2 separate regions of the Rattus norvegicus genome follow, and region 2 is linked to region 1. The links are chromatin contacts, called in public Hi-C maps. All regions are on one chromosome and are shown on one strand. The core of a region is the stretch at or near the end of the contact, and the rest is flanking DNA. Distances in the headings are between cores, read along the strand shown. Region 1 has its middle 38 kb from the start of Sec14l1. Region 2 holds the start of Sec14l1 (SEC14-like lipid binding 1).

Region 1 (4,821 bases), core at 934-3,433:
GACTCTGACCTTGCTGTGCCAGGGGCCAGCCCCCTTGGCTTACATCATGTCACTCTGACTCACTGGGCCACTGTGGTCTCACCATCCCGTTATCCAGCTGACAACTCCTGGAGGGCTTGCCCACTGTCTGCAGGGCTGTCATTTCAATCCTGTGATGTAAGTCCTTCGTGGTTCGCAACCACTGACCATAATCCGAAGCACTCAAAGCTACGGCAGAGGCACCATGCAAGTTCCCAGTGTACAGGAGCCGTTTAAGCCATGACCCAGGGAGAGCTCATTGTGGAGGCAGAAGCTCGTGGGTTTTCCTCTGGGGCTTCAGGTCCTGTGGTCTTAGGCACGTCACCTCCCCCTCTGCACCCGGAGTGCCTTCCTAACAGTGAACGTCACGGTGATGGCTCCTCAGGTAAAGTGGGTGCATCCCATGGAAGGAGCTTGGTGCCTCGGAGGCAGGAGGGAAGCTGCAATAGCTTCAGGCTCCTGGCATCGCTTCACATTCGGGCCTCACGAAGTCGGTACTATGGTCCACGTGCTGTCTCCAGAAAAAGACTGTGCTGCCTAAATTAAGGTGTCAAGATGCAGTGTACACCGGGAAAAAATAGCTGGTACTAATCTTTGTGGAGTAGACTGTTTTGGTGGCTGTCCCTGACTCATCCTGGTGTGGGGTGTTTCTCCTGCCCACAGAATGCAGTGTCTTCATGGTGGCTCCAGTCTGCCCCTCAGTCAACCCTGGCCTCCCGTCCGCAGGTCCTCGGGACCAGTGTGGTCCAGTTTAACAGTTTTCTGGGCCCCTCTGAGCGCATGTCTGGTTAACAGCAAGCAGGAAGTAGCTGGGGTAGAAGAAGGTACTTAGAGCCCATGGCTCTTCAGTCAGTCCAAGGAGAGCACTGGAGGGACCAAGAGTCCACTGCTTGGTCTGTGAGACAGGAATGACTTGGAACGTACTGTGTAGGCCAGGCTAGACACAAACAACCCCCAATCCTGCGTCAGCTTCCCAAGTACTGGGATTATTTAAAACAGTATGCTAGGGCTGGAGAGATGGCTCAGTGGTTAAGAGCCCCCTGACTGCTCTTCCAGAGGTCCTGAGTTCAATTCCTAGCAACCACATGGTGGCTCACAACCATCTGTAATGGGATCTGATGCCCTCTTCTGGTGTGTGTGAAGACAGCTACAGTGTATTCACAAACATGAAATAAATCTTTAAAAAAAAATAAGACAGTATCCCATTCTGTAGTCCAGCCTAGCCTCAAGTTCACGGTCATGCCTGGGTCTTCATGGTGAGGTGCAAGTGCCACCACCATGCTGAGTGTGCGCTGGGACCTCTGAGGCAGATGTTTGCCCAGAGCAGGGAAAGGACTAGTGAAGAGGTGATCAAATCACAGGGTAGGGTGGCCTGAGCTCCAGCACCAAACCCTCTAAATTCCACCCCAGGCGGCCTCCTCTGCTGCCGTCTTACTGACTGCACAGCAGTCAGCTTCTAGCTCAACGCTGGGACTCGGGAACTACAGACTCCACGGAAGCCTAGGATATTTACTGCACATGGCTGCAAGAGTTCCCAGCCAACCTGTTTCCTTCTATCTGCTCTATCAGATCCCCTGACCCTGCGGCTGCCTACACATGCTAGGCGCTGACTAGTTGACCCCAGACAGCATAGGCATGCTTAAGATGTGGCCTCGGCATGTCCTGGGCAGGCCCGGCCCTCTGCCTCCCTGGATTACATAAGGAATAACCCCATGAAATTAGTGGTCCAGAAAGCCTTAGTGCCTGAGAGAAAGCTCGGTTGGTAAAGTGCTTGCCTGGCGAAGCAAGGACACACCAAGGACCTCTGATCCCCAGTACCCAAGCAAAAGTTATCTGGATGTGGTGTTTAATCCCAACCCAGGAGTGACAGAGGCAGGCAGATCCTAGGGCTCCCTGCCCCCCGGTCTAACCTACTTAGTAAGTTCCAGGCCAGTGAGAGAACATGTCTCGAAAGCAAGTGGACAACACCTGAGGAAAAATACCCCCGAGGTTTGCAAAAAGAAGTCCTCAAACGCTAAAGCGCTTGTGATGTGGGATTTTTTTACTTCTCTTTCTGTCCACTAGAGGGCGCAATCCTACACCAGGCACTCTGCAGAGGCCAGCACTACAAAGGGTAGGATCGGTTTGGGTTTGAAGCCAAGATTTCTTTCACCAGAAAGCTATGCGGGAGGTGCAGCTGCAGGGCGGGGCTCTCGCTTAGGAATCCATCACTTGGTCCCAGTTGTACACCGTTCTGGGATATACTCACATCCTGGAGCAGCTGACCACAGTCTGGGCTTGTGCAGTGGAGGGCAAGCGCATGTTCTAATGTGCCTCCCCATGCAGAGACGGATTCCCTGAGCTGTAAGGGTTCAACAGCAGTTCTCAACCCGTGTGCTGCAACCCTTTTGGCAAACTTGTGTCTCCAAAAAATATTTATATTCTGACTCGTGCCAGCAAAATTACAGTTATGAAGTAGCAACAAAAAAATAATAATTTTATGGATAGGGATCGCCACAGCATAAGGGAATGTATTTAAGGGTCACAGGGTTAGGAAGGTTGAGAACTGCTGGGTTTTAAGCGTCCAAGGCAAGAACAGCTGTACTTAACGCTGAAAAGTACAGACAAGATAGAGCCAGCGAGGCTGGATTACTGGTTGCCGTGCCCTCGGAAACCAACCTTGAATGGAAAGGAAAGGCCAGGATTCCAGAGCTTGGTTCTCTGAGCCTGGTTTACGCCTTTCTGATGGATCAAACACATTTAGTTGAGCTTTCTGATGGATCCCAGTGAAGTTTAATTGAGCACTGACTGCTGGCCTAAGTGGCTACGGACACCCTCTGGGAACTTCCGATCCCTGGGGGAAGACAGGAAATACATCAGAGAAGGTGTGGGGGAAGGAGAGCAGTTCAGCTGTCCTAGATGGAGACTGTTGTTTTCAGTCCTAGGTAAGAAAACCCGGAAATGCCAAAGACATGACCTTTAGCAAAACCTAAAGTCAGAGAGTAAGTGGAGAGAGTTCGGAAGAGCCCCTTGCAGAGAGGAGATCATCAGGGCTTTGGGGGATGCTGGGCCAGTCTCCTAAGGCCAACGGCCTGGGAAGTGGGAAGCTTTAGCTTCGTGCTAAAATCGGTGCCTGCTTTCTTCTGTGGAGGGGGTAGGAAAGTGTACCTCTCAGGATGCAGTTTACACAAGAAGCCTTTCTTCTTGTGCTGACACATATGAAAGGACACACACACACACACACACACACACACACAGTCTTTACCTGAGGGATAAGGGAAGTAGAACACACTGACAGGTACAGACGGTCCCGGTAAAGACCTTGACAGTTCACCATATCTAGAAGCCTGCTGCCCCCACCATAGGGTTGATGTGCATGAGTGTGCCCTTGGGTGCATGAGTGCGTGTGTGTGTGTGTGTGTGTGTGTGTGTGTGTGTGTGTGTGTGTGTCCGTGCACCTGTTGTGCTAAGGTTTGAACATAGGGCAGGTATTCATTCCTCCACTGAGCCACACCCCCCCCCCCTTCAGTTTTACGGTTTATTTTGAGACAGACTTGATACATTGTAGCAGCTGGGCCTTCAACCCATCTCTCTGTAGCCTAAATTTACAGGCCTTGTATTTGTGAGTGGTTTGCCTGGGCCTCCAGGGCCTGCACCTCCAAACCCAGCTCGCCTGTGCATGCCCCAGCTCCCATTCCCATCCCTGCCTCAGCCCTCCCAGGTGGGAAGCCCTTAGGACTTGGCTTTTCAACAAAGACTGGACGTGTTTGTTTCATTTAAGTCGCTGTTTAAACTGCTAACTGGAAGACTACAGAGGAACATTCTCTTATAATCTTTACAAGTAGAAGCCTGTCTGGGTTCACATAGAACAACTATTTATTCTGGTTTTTGTTTCCAGATCAATTATGCCGCTACAGCAGAAAATGGCTCTGTCCTTGCCTGCGTGTAAGTCATTGGAAGGTCATTTGTCCCCAGACTGTCAGTTGGGAGAATTATGTAATGGTTACGCAACTCCTACAGGATGCAGCCGCCGCCATCAGCCACCTCGGGCAAAGCAGCTGGGTGAAAGGCAGACTCTGACTTCCTATCTCTCTTGGTGATATAGGTTTGAACCAGGGCCTCGAGCAGCTTAGGCAAAGCTCCACCTCCAAGCTCCACGCCCAGCCCTGTGGCTCCTCCTTTCCCAAGTCTGAACTCACGCTTGAACTGTAGTTGCCAGTCTTCTGACCCCACCTCCTGGTTGCCTAGTTATAGGAAGCCCTGCCCCTGAAATGTCCCATCTTTTTGTTTTGTTTTGTTTTTTTTTTTTTTGTTTTGTTTTGTTTTGTTTTTTTTTTTTTTTTTGGTTCTTTTTTTCGGAGCTGGGGACCGAACCCAGGGCCTTGCGCTTCCTAGGTAAGCGCTCTACCACTGAGCTAAATCCCCAGCCCCCTTTTTTTTTGTTTTGTTTTGTTTTGTTTTGTTTTTTTTTTGAAATGTCCCATCTTTGTGCCAGAATCCTTCACCCTTTTGAAAGTTAGTTGGGGGAAAGAAGGCAAGCAATCTGAAAGGGTCAAACTGAAGTAAAACCTCCACTTCCAACATGGCCGGTCCCCTTTCTGTTTCCAAGGAAGGATGATAGACCATTCTGACTTACCTTGTCCTTGCTGGTTGACATCCTCCCTGGCAGGCTTGGATGAAGAAGCCCTTTCTGACCACCATCCTCTCCCAGGACCACCATCCTCAGGACTCCAGACTTTACCATGTGCAGAGCTGGCTTCAGGGTTAGGCTATTAAGCGTGTGTTAAAATACCCACCAGCTGTGACAGCAGCAGGCAGGGACCT
Region 2 (4,575 bases), core at 318-2,817, 39 kb after region 1:
AAAATAAATTTCAGAGTCTACCCCCGAAGACATGCTCTCTTAAAATTTTCTCCTTCTTTTTATGTACGCGGATATTTTTGCCTGCCTGTAGGCTTGTGTACCCCTGGCATGCAGCGCCAGAGTCGGCCAGAAGAGGGCATTGGATCCCCTGGGCTTAGCGTTACATCCGGTTGTGAGCTGTCAAGTAGGTACTAGGAACCAAAGCCTGGTCCTCTGGAAGAGCGGTCAGTGCAGTTAAGCATACAGTTGTCTAAGTGATTTTCCCAACTCCTCTTTTTTTTTTTTTTTTTTCCCGGAGCTGGGGACCGAACCCAGGGCCTTGTGCTTGTTAGGCAAGCGCTCTACCACTGAGTTAAATCCCCAACCCCTTCCCAACTCCTCTTAATCTATCATTTAGACTCCCCCTCATCTTTCTTTAGAAATTATTTGATAAAGACTATGTCCGTTTTGCACCCCTGAGGTCTGGGCTTCTCTTGCTGTAATTTAGCACCATCCTCCAGTCTCTGTTTCCTGTTAATTTGTGGTTGCATCTGTAGGCTGGCCAGAATGGTGTGCTCCGGATAAGACCATCTCAGGAGCCATTCACTCATCTTACCCATCTCTCTCTTCCAAAGCATCTTTTAAAGGTAAATGTGACCCTTACACGTGGGCGCAAGTCATCATCAGCCCGAGTAACACGGGTAGCAGTGCAGAAAATGATGGTTTGAGTTGGAAACAAAGCGTGATCCAGCAGTGAATGATCTGCTTGTGTGGTGGGTAAACAGGTCCTGAAGGAAATGCCCAAACCCTTGTGTGCCAGGCAACCTTGAAAGTACAAGCCACCCGGGGTGACTAATGTGAACGGAACAACAGTGACATTGATGGAGAAATTGTGTGTTGCTTCTAAAACTAGCTTTGCTGTGTGGGTGGATGTGCCAGGTGTCCGCTTATAGTCACTCGCCCGCCTTGAGGACCCCTAAATGTCTCCATTCGTGCGTCTCTCAAATTTTAAAGTTGGAGACGTTGAAATGCAAGGTACACCTAGCACCCCACTGAGGCCCCTCGCTTTAGCACTTATCCCACAGTCCGACATTCCCCAGCCATCTGGATGTGTTGACAAGGGTGCTTGGGTTACACCCAGCTCCTCCCCACCCTGTTCGCTCCATCTCCTTTACTAGGCCAGAATGCAATCAGGACACTCTGAGCGCAGGACGCTTCTGAGCCACCGAGAAAAAAAAAAAAATGAAGCCCACGGAGAAGCTCAGACAGCGCAGGCGCGCAGAATTCAAGCTGGAGGCTCAGCTTAGCTGACACCCCGTAGTGGTCTCAGTTCCCGCTCCGCGGAAGGACCCCCGGCAGGAATGCGTATTTGAATTTTTTCTGGGGTCTCTGTCTGCTAATTGCGAAGCTCCGCCCGTTGCACAGCCCTTCCCCCTCCCCCTGAAGCCAAGAGAAGGAGCCTCTGAGGCTAGCTCAGAGTCGGGGTAGACCACGTCCTGAGCCCCTCCTACGCACGCGCGGATAGGTAACTCGAGCATGCGCAGTAGGGCCCCAAGACAGCCGGGCGGCCGCCCCTCCCCCTCCCTAGCAACCGCCTCCCGCTCCTTCCCCCGCCCCCTCGGCCTGGTATGCGCACGCGCGTCCCTTCCGGGTTGGTCCCTCCCTCCCCGTCACCCGTAACAACCACTCGAGCCCTCGCCGCGCCCCTCGGCCCTCCCGTCCCGGCCCCCGTCCCCGGAACCGGCGGTCGAGTGGCGGCAGCCGAGCCTGTGGCACGGCTCTCTCCCCACGGAGCCGCCGGCATGAACGCATCCCGCCACCCCGCGTCCCCGACCCGGTCCTTCTGACAAGAGGTAAGCGCGCGTCGTCGTGGAGGGTAGGAGCGCGCCCGGGTCCCCGCCTCCAGCCGGCTCTCTCTGCCGCGATGGCCGGGGGCGCTCGCCATCTCCGGGACTGGGGAGCCAGCCGGGTCCCTCCGCCGCCGCCGCCGGAACCCAGCCAGCCCCCTCCGTCCAGCCCTGGCCTGAAGGGAGGCGCTCCCCCGGGGCCGACCCTGGGCTGATTTTCAAACACCAATTATCATGCAACAGAGGCAGCCCCGGCCTCCGGTGCCATTTGGTCACTCCGGATGCCCGCGCAGGGTGTGGATCTGGACTAGACCTCCTAAAGCCGAGATTTGTCCCAAGTTCAGGGAGCTGGCGAGCAAGCTGGTCTTTCTGTGTAGTCACTTTGGGTAAGAGTTTCTTAATACAGGCAGCACGCAGCGCTTGCATCTTCTCCCATACTCATCAGCACCCGGTAATCATACTCCTTTTATTTGGGAGATACCCGATAACTAATTTTCTCAATTAAAAAAATATAAACGATTATTAGATTCCCCACCGCGCGCCAGCGTTGTAAGGTTTACGAGAGTGAATGGAACGCGGTCTCTGCGCTCCAGGACGCGTCAGCGCCTGAATCGAGATTAATGAAGGTTTGAGTTTGGAGAACTGAGGAGTCTGGCTCCTGGCCTCTTGGTTTGAGAACCGGGAGTGTTAGATCCCTCTCACGGAGATGGAATCTGGAAGGCGAATAGCATGCTTGAGGTCACCTAGAGTTACTAGCCTTTGTAGTTTTCCAACTGTTGGAGGGTGGTTTTCCAGCATAACCTGCTTCTTCCGAGTGCTATGCCAAGCAGACCAGACAAAGTTCCAGACCTGATTAAGGCAATGTAAACATTGTAGAAGTTGTAGACAGCTGTAGATAGCAGTCCTCCGAAGTATATCAGAGTAGGGATTTTTGTTTTTTGTTTTTTTGTTTGGTTTGTTTTTTAAACAGCTGTAATTTGCAATACCTAGATACTTAGTTTTGAACTTTTGATTGTCTTTTGAGTGTACACAAATAAAATAACATCCTTATTGATTGAGCCTCAGCAGGACTACTGGGCTCGCTGGATTCTCCTTCCTTTTTATATTTCTGTTTGTTTCTCTCCTCCTCTTTTAAGTAGGTGAGCAAAATGTTCTAGATGGCTCTGAACACAAGGGTGTTTGCAGAGAAAGCTGCCCTTGCCAGCGCTGGAGTGATTCTGTATGCGAAGGAGGGCTCCTTGACCTCAGGCCTGAGCGTGTAATTGGTTGCTTTGCGGGATCACATCTTCAGGAGGCTGGAGGGTTTTGGAACCCCTTAGCTGGAGCTGGGCCGTCTCCCTGCTATTTGTAGACAGTCTCTGAAACTGGAGCATACTATTAGAAAACAGGAAAAGACGAAGTTCCCTTTGAAACCAGCCCTTAAGGGGTATTCATCATTTAAGAAAACAGTAGGGTTGGGGTTGGGGATTTGGCTCAGTGGTAGAGCGCTCGCCTAGGAATCGAAAGGCCCTGGGTTCGGTCCCCAGCTCCGAAAAAAAGAAATTAAAAAAAAAAAAAAAAAAAAAAGAAAACAGTAGGGTTTCCACCAGGTTTTTGTGTCATCCCCGGAGTGTTTGCCTTAACATGTTACATTTTTTATTTGGGTCCTTGTAGAAGTTGTTCAAGAGAAAAACCGAATAACTGAATCCTAGGATTTCATGGTTGCCAAGGACTAGATCTCCTGACCTGGGCCAGAGACTCAGGGATGCCCATACAGGGGGCAGAGGGCCTCCCCCAGATCAGTGTGGCCCCTCCTTCCTTGTGGGCTGTCTTTGCTTGTTCTTTTTTTTTTTTTTTAAAGATTTATCTATTTATTTGTTTACTTATTTATTTACTATCTGTAAGTACACTGTAGCTGTCTTCAGAGACACCAGAAGAGGGCGTCAGATCTCATTACAGATGGTTGTGAGCCACTATGTGGTTGCTGGGATTTGAACTCAGGACCTCTGGTAGGGCAGTCAGTGCTCCTAACCACTGAGCCATCTCTCCAGCCCTCTTTGCTTGTTCTTAATGCCTTGTTGCCTCCCGTGTTTCAGCAAATCCTTTCGTCTGCGTGTTTGGGATTATGACCTGTGGCAGTCTCTAGGGTGTGGTACGGTACGTGAATTCAGACTCACTCTTTTTCTGTAATGTGGTTATTTATTACATGTATTTTTGTCTTTCAGGAGTAAGAAGATTGCTATTGAATTACAACCATGGTGCAAAAATACCAGTCCCCCGTGCGGGTGTATAAACATCCCTTTGAGTTAATTATGGCTGTAAGTACTTCACATTTCAGTTTACTCTGGCTTCTTTTTAAGATTAAACTTGGATGATCTGCAAACTCGTTCGTTGTTATCATTGCCTCACGAGCTGCTCCGTTCTGTGATGGCGACTGTGACCTGCGTCCAGTCTGGCGGTTTTAAGCCACATGCCTGTGAAGCTGTATCTGTGTACGTTTGTGTTTGCAGCGTATCTGGGGTGACATGTGAGCCTGCATCATTCACCTCAGAGAAGGCAGAAGTGGGATCCTGGCCACACATTTCCTAGGAATTTCGCTGGTTCTCTTTGTTCAAGTAGCTGCTAGACAGGGAGTGCTGCTCCTTCCTTAAACCGTTTGTTCGAGAGAGAGAGCTCTGTTCCTGAGGGAATTCATCTTAGCTGGTCTGGGAACTAAACACTGTGGGATGGAGTTTCCCCTGCATATTGATAAGTAGTTCTGTTTAGTAAG

Evidence for each region. Hi-C and Micro-C count contacts between places; a contact is called where the count stands out from the background.
Region 2: a contact with region 1 is called in a Hi-C map of kidney, with 3 times the contacts expected there. The contact joins the promoter of Sec14l1 here to the enhancer-like site in region 1. A contact is called at or near these places in 9 of 12 Hi-C or Micro-C datasets (the A7r5 cell line, the Rat2 cell line, Schwann cells and 4 more) and 1 of 1 datasets of contacts at active chromatin or transcription factors (oligodendrocytes).

The regions. Positions count from the first base shown.
Region 1 is chr10:102,777,983-102,782,803 of GRCr8, forward strand. No RefSeq gene overlaps it. Among named protein-coding and RNA genes, the nearest start is that of Sec14l1, 38 kb to the right of the region's middle. Within about 2 kb of position 2,184, at least 56 of the 93 cell types and tissues checked have an H3K27ac peak or open chromatin away from gene starts, as enhancers often do. A contact at or near this core is called in Schwann cells and kidney, where this site is marked.
Region 2 is chr10:102,817,126-102,821,700 of GRCr8, forward strand. Sec14l1 (SEC14-like lipid binding 1) reads left to right here and starts at 1,568. Exons shown (of 17, transcript NM_001108309.1): 1 at 1,568-1,832; 2 at 4,031-4,123. The coding sequence starts at 4,061.